Linked DNA regions of Callithrix jacchus: region 2 is linked to region 1. The links are chromatin contacts, called in public Hi-C maps. All regions are on one chromosome and are shown on one strand. The core of a region is the stretch at or near the end of the contact, and the rest is flanking DNA. Distances in the headings are between cores, read along the strand shown.

The links. A called contact is a pair of places that touch in the nucleus more often than the background predicts.
Region 2: a Hi-C map of skeletal muscle shows a contact between it and region 1, with 2.7 times the contacts expected there. The contact joins the promoter of CYTH3 here to the enhancer-like site in region 1. A contact is called at or near these places in 2 of 3 Hi-C or Micro-C datasets (induced pluripotent stem cells and skeletal muscle).

The regions. Positions count from the first base shown.
Region 1 is chr2:15,901,232-15,905,920 of calJac240_pri, reverse strand. CYTH3 (cytohesin 3) reads left to right here. Exons shown (of 15, transcript XM_078357624.1): 6 at 1,077-1,126. Among named protein-coding and RNA genes, the nearest start is that of CYTH3, 93 kb to the left of the region's middle. Within about 2 kb of position 2,195, at least 1 of the 16 cell types and tissues checked has an H3K27ac peak or open chromatin away from gene starts, as enhancers often do. A contact at or near this core is called in skeletal muscle, where this site is marked.
Region 2 is chr2:15,994,118-15,998,512 of calJac240_pri, reverse strand. It overlaps CYTH3 (cytohesin 3), which reads left to right and starts at 1,956. Exons shown (of 15, transcript XM_078357624.1): 1 at 1,956-2,114.

The DNA.
Region 1 (4,689 bases), core at 946-3,445:
AGGAGTTCAAGACCAGCCTGGCCAACATGGGGAAACCCTGTCTCTACTGAAAATACAAAATTAGCCAGGCGTGTTGGTGGGTGTCCGTAATCCCAGCTACTCAGGAGGCTGAGGTATGAGAATTGCTTGAACCCGGGAGGCCGAGTTTGCAATGAGCCAAGATCTCGTTACTGCACTCCAGTCTGAGTGACAAGAGTGAGACTGTCTCAAAAAAAATAAAGCGATGCTACCACTGTGCATGAGTTTTTAGCTTCACGAGCATAAAGTTATCTTCATGCCTATGAAGTCCTCCCTGTCAGGCTCTTGCCTGTCTTCCTGTTTTATATATATCGTATGTCAGATTTATAATAAGGGCCCACGTTGAGAACTCACTGTCAGGAACCATCATGAGGAAGCACTTTAGTTAATACACTTAAGTTCCTACAGTAACCTTATGAGCTAGGGAGGGTCCATTTTAAATCCTCTTTCACAGTTGGGGAAAATGAGGCACAGAACAGCCAAGGAACTCGCCACTGTCCTAAGCAGGAAACCTGACTCCAAGGCAGTCTGTGACTGCTACTATCTGCTGCACTGGGTAGAAGCTCCTGGGGTTGGTTTCTATGTAGCCCTAATCAGTCATTCCTGTGGCATTGGCTTGCCACGGCCAGGGAGGTCTGTGTTTAACCCATTATGCCTGAGGTTGCAATTTTTTGAATTTTTGCAATCAGACCTTGGTGATGACCTTGGGCAGTAGGATATAAACAACCCCCACATGCTTAGCATTCCAATAATGGAACATTTGGCATAACCTGCTTTGCCTGGGCTGTGGCAGACTGCTCACCAGGCTTCATTTTTTTGTTCCTCTTCACCTAAAAGATTTTAAAACTATTGATTACTGATTGTACTTATTTATAATTATGCTGCTTGATAAAAGCAGATGGTACATTGAGTCTGCATGTGGCCTTTTGCTGGGAAAAATTATCAAAGTCCCTTGGTTTTGTAGAGTTGGATATAGCACTTTTCTTAGTCTGCTTGAGCTTGCCTAACACAGTACCCCAAATGGGGTGCTTAAACAATGGAAATGTATTTTCTTACAGTTCTGGAGACTGGAAGTTTGAGATGAGAGTGCCAGCATGGTTGGCTTCAGGTGAGGGCTCTCTTCCTGGCCTGCTAACAGCCACGTTCTTGTTGTGTCCTCACATGTTGGGGAGTAGAGAAAGCTTGCTAACTCTAGAGTGGTGTTCTTATAAGGGCACAAATCCCATCAGACCAGGACCCCTGCCAAGACCTCACCTCATGTAACCCTAATTACTTCCTTTTTTTTTTTTTTTTTTTTTTTTTGGAGACAGAGTCTCGCACTGTCTCCCAGGCTGGAGTGCAGTGGCACAATCTCGGCTCACTGCAACCTCTGACTCCAAGATTCAAGTGATTCTCCTGCCTCAGCCTCCCGAGTAGCTGGGATTATAGGCACCCACCACCACACCTGGCTATTTTTTTTGTATTTTTAGTAGCGATGGGGTTTCACTTTGTTGACCAGGCTTGATTTTCAACTCCTGACGTCGTGATCTGCCTGCCTTGGCCTCCCAAAGTGGTGGGATTACAGAGGTGAGCCACTGTACCTGGTCACCCTGATTACTTCCAAAAGACCCCATCCCCAGATAACATCACAATGGCAGTTTGGGTTTCAACATACGGATTGTGGGGGGACACAGACATTCTTTTCTTGGCTGCAGTGGATGATCTCACATCCTTCAGACAAAACTTAAAATTATATCTACCTCCCCATACCCCTACTAAACATGTAACATTGTGAAACAAGGCATTGTCAGAGTAAATAAATTCCTTCAGGCTAAGATGATGTTTTCTAAGTCTCAGAGTGATAACACTTTAAACAAGGAGCTTTGGTTTCTTTCAGGTGCATCATTTCTAGAAGTAGCACTTGAGTTTATAAATGAGTAAAATGGAAGGTTTGATTCGATCAAGGAAGCTGAAAATGCTCTGCAGACTCTTTTTTATTGCTGATTTCCTAGAAATGCCTTAAATAAAATATATAAATCTATATGACAAGCAGGGGTTCACTCAGTGGACTAGAAATTGAGGAATCCCTGAAGGAAGATAAATGGGATCAATTGAAGAAGGAAGCAGTGCCCACAGCACACACAAGAAAGAACTGCCATGGGTGGTGAGAGCAACATCAGGGTTCCCTGAGCACAAAGGAGGTACGTTCAGGGAATAGGACTGTAGGAGGGACTGAGACTGGTCACCCTTTCGTGATCTTGTGCCTAGCAGCGATTGTGTCTCCAGCTGGGAATAGCAAGAGGGAGCCCTTAGTCCGTCAAAACAGGCAGCGTTCTTGGTGAGTGGCAGGACCAAGAAGGAGAAATATCAACTTCCAGAGACTAGCCATCCGCTGCCAGACCTGCTCCTCTGCCAGATCACTGGAGGTTGCTGCAGTGAAAACCAGAAGCAGGCAGCATTCTGTTAGACAAACAGGGACCCTTAAATACAAAGACAAACACCTACCAAGCATCACCAAATGTTTGAGGAAACCTATACCATGAAAGAGACATGAAACTGGACAAACAGAACTAAGGCTGGAGGAAACAGATCTAATAGAAACAACAGAGGCATGGAGGGTGGCTCATGCCTGTAATCCTGACGCCTTGCAGGGAGGATTGCTTGAGCTCAGGAGTTCAAAACCAGCCTGGGCAACATAGTGAGGTCCCCAGTTTTTAAAAAATTCAGCCAGGCATGGTTGTATGTACCTGTAGTCCCAGCTACTTGATAAGCTAAGGTGGGAGGATCACTTGAGCCCAGGAGTTTGAGGCTATAATGAACTATGATTGCACCACTACATTCCAGCCTGAGTGACAGTAAGACTTTGTCTCTTACAAAAAAAAAAAAAAGCCTTTTTCAAGCTGGATGTGGTGAAATGTGCCTGTAGTCCAGCTACTGGAAGGCTGAGGCAGGAGGATTGCTTGAGCCCAGGAGTTTGAGGCTGCAGTGAGCTGTGATTACACCACTGCACTCTAGCCTGGTGAACAGAACGAGACCTTGTCTCTTAAAAAAGAAGAAGCAGGCCAGTGGCTCATGCCTGTACTTAGCACTTTCGGAGGTTGAGGTGGGTGGATCGCCTGAGGTCAGTAGTTTGAGACTAGCCTGGCTAACAGGGTGAAACCCCATTTCTACTAAAAAATACTAAAAAACTAGCATGTTGTGGTTGTGGGTGCCTGTAATCCCAGCTACTCAGGAGGCTAAGGCGGGATAATTGCTTGAACCCAGGAGGTGGAGGTTGTAGTGAGCCAAGATTGCACCATTGTATTCTTAGCATTGAACGATAAGAGTGAGACTCTATCTCAAAAAACAAAACAAAAGCAAAAAAGAAATAATAAAGGAAACTTTTTAAAGTAGGATATTTGTGTACATTATAAATATCATCAAAGAGATACGATAGGACATTTCTTATCCATAATACAAAAATTAGGGGTTGTGAAAAAGAACCTTGGAAATGAAAAGTAGGTCTATCACGTAATCTCTTGAGCACATGGAGAAGATGTGGCTGAAGAGTGGATGTGTGCTAAAAGAGAGTTTAAGAATTCTTTATCCAGATTTGCGCAGAACTACAAGAAAACATACAAGATGGGTCCAGCAGCCCAAATTTCATCTAATAGAAGTCTCAGAAGGAGAGAATGAAAAATGGAGGAGAGGAAATATCTCAAAGAAATCTTGGAATATTTTAGAACTAAGAAAAATCTTTAGATTCAAAGGCCCCACCACATGCCAAGCTGGATAAAAATTTAAAAGGCTTCTACACATAGATGTTTCAAATAAAATATTGTAAAACTCATGGATAGAGAAATTCATTAAATTTCCAGTAAGGAAAGATCAGCTTACCTAAGAAGAAATGAGCATAGCGAGCTTATCAGGGAACACTGGATCAAAGATGGCAGTGAAGCAGTGCTGAGGAAAAGTGACTTAAAACCCAGAATTCTGTCTGTCCTATCACTCATGAGAGAAGGTGAGTAAAGACATGTTCAGACACAGAAGGACTTCTCTGATTTCTAGGAATTGTGTAGTTGGAGAATGATACCTCAAGACAAGAAACGATTATACAGGATCAAAAAGGAAAGACATGCAAGGAAACAAGCAAAACTTTATATGTTAAAGTGAGAAACTGATTGTTTAAAAGGTGTTTTTTAAAAATTTTTTTACCGAACATCTCTTTCTTGATAAAAGATGTTTTTTTAAAGTCCAGATTTATGTCAGTATATAAGTAACAAAGGGAAAGGAAGGAGGGAAATAATAGCTAAGGTCTTCTAGATGGTGATAGATAAAATAAGTTTAAATACTTGTCAACATTTTAGGAGTAATCACTAAGGAGAAATAAAATAGGATTTTTAAATTATTAAGAAAAATTGAGGGCTGAGCATGGTGGCTCAAGCCTGTAATCCCAGCACTTTGGGAGGCTGAGGCGGGTGGATCACGAGGTCAAGAGATCGAGACCATCCTGGTCAACATGGTGAAACCCCATCTCTACTAAAAATACAAAAACTTAGCTGGGCACGGTGGTGCGTGCCTGTAATCCCAGCTACTCAGGAGGCTGAGGCAGGAGAATTGCCTGAACCCAGGAGGTGGAGGTTGCGGTGAGCTGAGATTGTGCCATTGCACTCCAGCCTGGGTAACAAGAGCGAAACTCCGTCTCCAAAAAAA
Region 2 (4,395 bases), core at 707-3,206, 93 kb before region 1:
AGAAGCACCTGTGGATCACATTCGAAGACATCTAAAGAATTGACATGAAAAAGCATTTATAATTGATAGTATCTTTGAGTTCAAAGCTCCACTATCTAATTATCAAGTTCAAAGTAGTGGTGTCCTTTTTTCTCAGTAACTATGCTCTTATCTCCAAGATAACAAAGCTGACGGGAACAAGATCAGGAAGCCAAGTCTGGGGGTTGGGAGTTGAACCCTACATCTCCTGACCCCTAGACCCCTTTTCTGGTGCCTCTTTGTCACTCAAGCTGTAAATATCTTTGCATGCAGAAGTGTCCCTCAGCTGGGTGCAGTGGCTCACGACAGTAATCCCAGCATTTTGGGAGGCAAAGGTAGGAGGATCGCTTGAGTCCAGAAGTTTGAGACCAGCCTGGGCAACATGGCAAGGTTGTTTCTCTATAAAAGAATACAAAAATTAGTGGACACCTGGTAGCCTGTACCAGCTATTTGGGAGGCTGAAGTGTGAGGATCATTTGGGCCACTGCACTACAGACTGGGCAACAGAGTGAGACCCTGTCTTTAAAAAAAAAAGAAAGTGTCCCTCGTGGCTTTGGTTGCACCAGAATGCTTGGTTTTTAATTCTTGAGGTTATTAGGAGATTTAACTCTGAAATCATCTCGCAACCTTGAACCAAAAGGTGACAGCTATTCCACTTTGATAGATGACAACGGAAGGATCCTTTGGTTCAATGGACAGCTTATAAATATAAAACAGTTGCTGGAAAATTATATTAGAGATGAACTATCTCCTCCATTACAATGTTTGCTTTTCTGTAATGCAATTTAGTTCCAGCAGAAAGGCTTGGGAGAGGCCACAAGCAATGCTTCAGGAGTTACTGGAAGCAAGATATGGGGAATGAGAGAAGAGATCCATCGATGTGGAGCAGGGGCCAGCCGAGGCCTTGTGCCCAGGAGGCTTGCGCTGAGGACCCTTGCTTTGCCCAAGGGAAATTGAATTCAGAGCTCCTTCTGCATCATAAATTCAGGGCAGCTGGCAGCTCTCCAAGGGATACTGGCGCTAAACTCCAAGGGCATCTGCCGCCAGATTGGCCAACCCCTACAATGCCCTTTGAGGGCTGAGCCCCAGGTGTGTTGGATTGGGATGCCGATCCAGCCTCACGACAGCATTCATTTAGAAGCTCTGCATTTTGTTAATTTAAAAATGCACTCACCGTCAGGGAAGGAGAGCCTCTATTATATATGAGACAGCTGAAAGGCTGGAATTATTCTGACATGCCTATCTTAGGAAGGAGAAGGCCTGACCTTTTTCTTCCTTTTTTTTTTTTTTTTTTTTTTTTTTTTTTTTTTTGAGACAGTCTCACTCTATCACCCAGGCTGGAGTGCAGTGGTGCAATAACTCACTGCAGCCTCGACCTGCTGGGCTCAAGTGACCTGACCTCCCACCTCAGCCTCCCCAGTAGCTGGAACTACAGTCACGCGCCACCATGCACGGGTAATTAAATATGTTTTTTGTAGAGACAGGGTCTCCCTATGTTACAGGAGCTGGTCTCGAACTTCTGGTCTCCAGCAATCCTTCCATTTCAACCTCTCAAAGTACTGGAATACAGGTGTGAGCCACCGAGCCTGGCCAGGTCTGACTTCTGAATGCGTTCGTTTTTTGATCTTTTACCCCGAGTGCAAGTGCAAGTTACACTCCTGACCACTGGGTTTTGCAAAATGTGGTTTCCAGTGTCCGAGGCCCCACGCCCGTCCGCAGGCTACTGAAAGGCTGAGGGCTAGGAAGCTTCGCTCCGCGCGCTTCAGGTCCGCCGGCGCCCTAGGGGCCGGGTCTACAGCAGCAGAAGCCGCCGGGCCGGGCCGGTTCCCGAGGGCGGGGCCGTGCGGCCTCACGCCCCGCCCACCCCCGGGGGGGGGGCGCCCTGGGTCGGTCACGTGACGGCACGCCGACCAGCGAGGCCCCGCCCCGCGGGAGGAGGCCCCGCTGCGACCCGGGCTGCGCGCTGAGGAGCCGCCCGGTCGCCCGCACGCTACCTCTGGCTGCGTCCCCCGCCCGCGGCCCCTCTGCCGTCCGCCCGGGGCTTGCCGGCTGCGGGAGTGGCCTCAAGATGGATGAAGACGGCGGCGGCGAGGGCGGTGAGTGTCGGAGGTGTGGCGGGCTGGCCGGCGGCCTGGGGCCGGGGGCTGGGGGTCGCGGGCGCGGCGCCGGCCCGGCGTCCGCCTGAGGAGACTGGGACTGGGGCGGCGGCGGCGCCTGCTGGAGGCCTGAGGCGCGCCGGGCCGGGGCCGAGACGGGGACTTCGGGGGCCCGAGGGAAGCGGCTGGCCGGGGTCGCCGTCCAGCGCTGGCGAGGGTCCCGGTACCAGGCCGGGGCCACCGCGGGCCGGGGTCGCCCCAGAGTCTCGGGCGGAGGTTCGGGGGTCGCTCCTATGGGGCGGGGGACCTTGTGGGGCGACCTTCCCCGCATCTTGTCGCCAAGGGCGTCCACGCCCTCCGGAGCCAGGCGTTTCGGACGCCCCCTTTGAGCTCAGGTGGGCGGAAGCGGCTGAGCCGGTGGGGAACCGGGAGGGGAAAGTTTGGCATGGGGGGCTCCTCTGGGGTACAGGAGGGGAGGGCAGGGGGAGCGGTTGGAAAGCGTGACAGGCTGCTTGGCTTGGGTCAGAAACGGTCGCCGGATTTGCTCGAACGGGGAGGGGTCTAGCTGGAGTCCAGGTGGGGGTAGGCGTTTTAGGAAACGGCAGACGCGACAGAGTGAGCAAAAAAACTCGATGGAGCGGAGGGTGGGGGTCAGGAGCTGCACCCAGCACCGAGGCGAGACCGGAGAGCCAGATGTGCTCCCAAGTGGGTCGGGTCGGTGCCCGACGTGCCCCAGGTGGTCTGTGCCTGACATTCGGTTTCCTCTTACTGGAGGAATCGTGTTTGTTGGAAATTATTTCGTGGAATACAAATGACTGTTGGGTCATGCTGCGAATTAGATTTTAAAAACAGAAGAACGTGCCTGTCTGTATGGAGTGGCTGTTCGCTTTGGAAAGCAAAGGGTTAATGCCTATGTTTTTACAGGAACAGACGAAGTTGAGGTTCTCTAGACTTTTTTCATTTTTGGCTTTTTTTGAGCTAAAGATCTCCTTTGAGCTGACAGAAATCAGAATCATCAGAACCTCATGTAATAAGGGAGCAGTTTAGAGAAATCTTAATTACAGGCTGCCGCAGCAGCTGCCTGTAAGAATCAGCAGTATTGAATGCTTCAGGATGAAGTGGTTCATCATCAAGGTGCCTTCTAGAATTCAAGTGCTGCTTAGAGGGAGATTCTTTTTGCTGAAAGACGCGATGCAGCCAGGATGGTGGGAAGTTGGCACCCGTCATGGCATTTGGCGAGTTCAGTTCTCATAGTTGAAGCTAGGGGTAGCACTGTGGCATCGAGTGGGTGTGTTTATGAAAAGGGAGCGTTGCGGAACGAAGGAGCCCAGTTGCAAACCCTCCTACAGTCAGGTTGTCCGTCTGGAGCCACGAGATCCTAAGGAATGGATTCCCGGTGGAGGTCGTGTTTCCTGCCTGTCATAATTTGGGCAGAGCAGTTTTCTCTTGTTAGAAAAGAAGGACAAACAACTGTAATATGCAGACGTTTGGCATTAGAGTCAGGGCAGCTCGCTGGCTTGGCAGTTTGTTTTGTACTTTGGGCTCTGAGAAAAGAAATGTAGACTTGAAGATAAAAGCAGGGATAAAGAGGAAAAAAAGGAAGCTTTAGTGTGCTCCAGCAATTTGCAGATCTTGAATAGTATAACAAAGGATGATATTAAGTATCAAAAGTCTTAAAACTGTCCTTGGGCTGTTATTATTATCACAGGGAAGCAACCTTAAAATAAAAAAAAACCTCATGTATAAAGATGGTGTATTATGCTGTTTGTAATAGCAAAACATTGAAAACAGCAATACCAACCGTAGGGGCATGGTGAAGTAAATTATGGAAAGTTTATTCAAGTATTTTACAACCATTAAAATAAGCGGTTTTATACATCATGGGTTAAACAATGTAAAAACTGGTGACATTATGGATTATTTTATTTTTTTCAAGTTTTCCAAGTTTCTGGAATAAGCATGTATTTCAAATTTGAAAAAACTTATAAAAGACATCAATGTTTTAAGTGTATTATTTAATTCACCTCACCAGAACATTCAACAATGAAGATTTATTTATTGATTGCCCAGTAAAATGCCAGCCAGCATGTTAGGTGCTGGAAAATAACTTTTAACTTTTATCGATTTAGTTTATAAATAGCTTTCTCCCTTGCTTTGTGACAGACACTTAAAAATATTTTTGGTAGACTGGGTGCGGTGGCTCACTCCTGTAATCCCAGTACTTTGTGAGGTCGAAGAGGGCAGATCACCTGAGGTTGGGAGTTTGAGACCAGTGTGACCT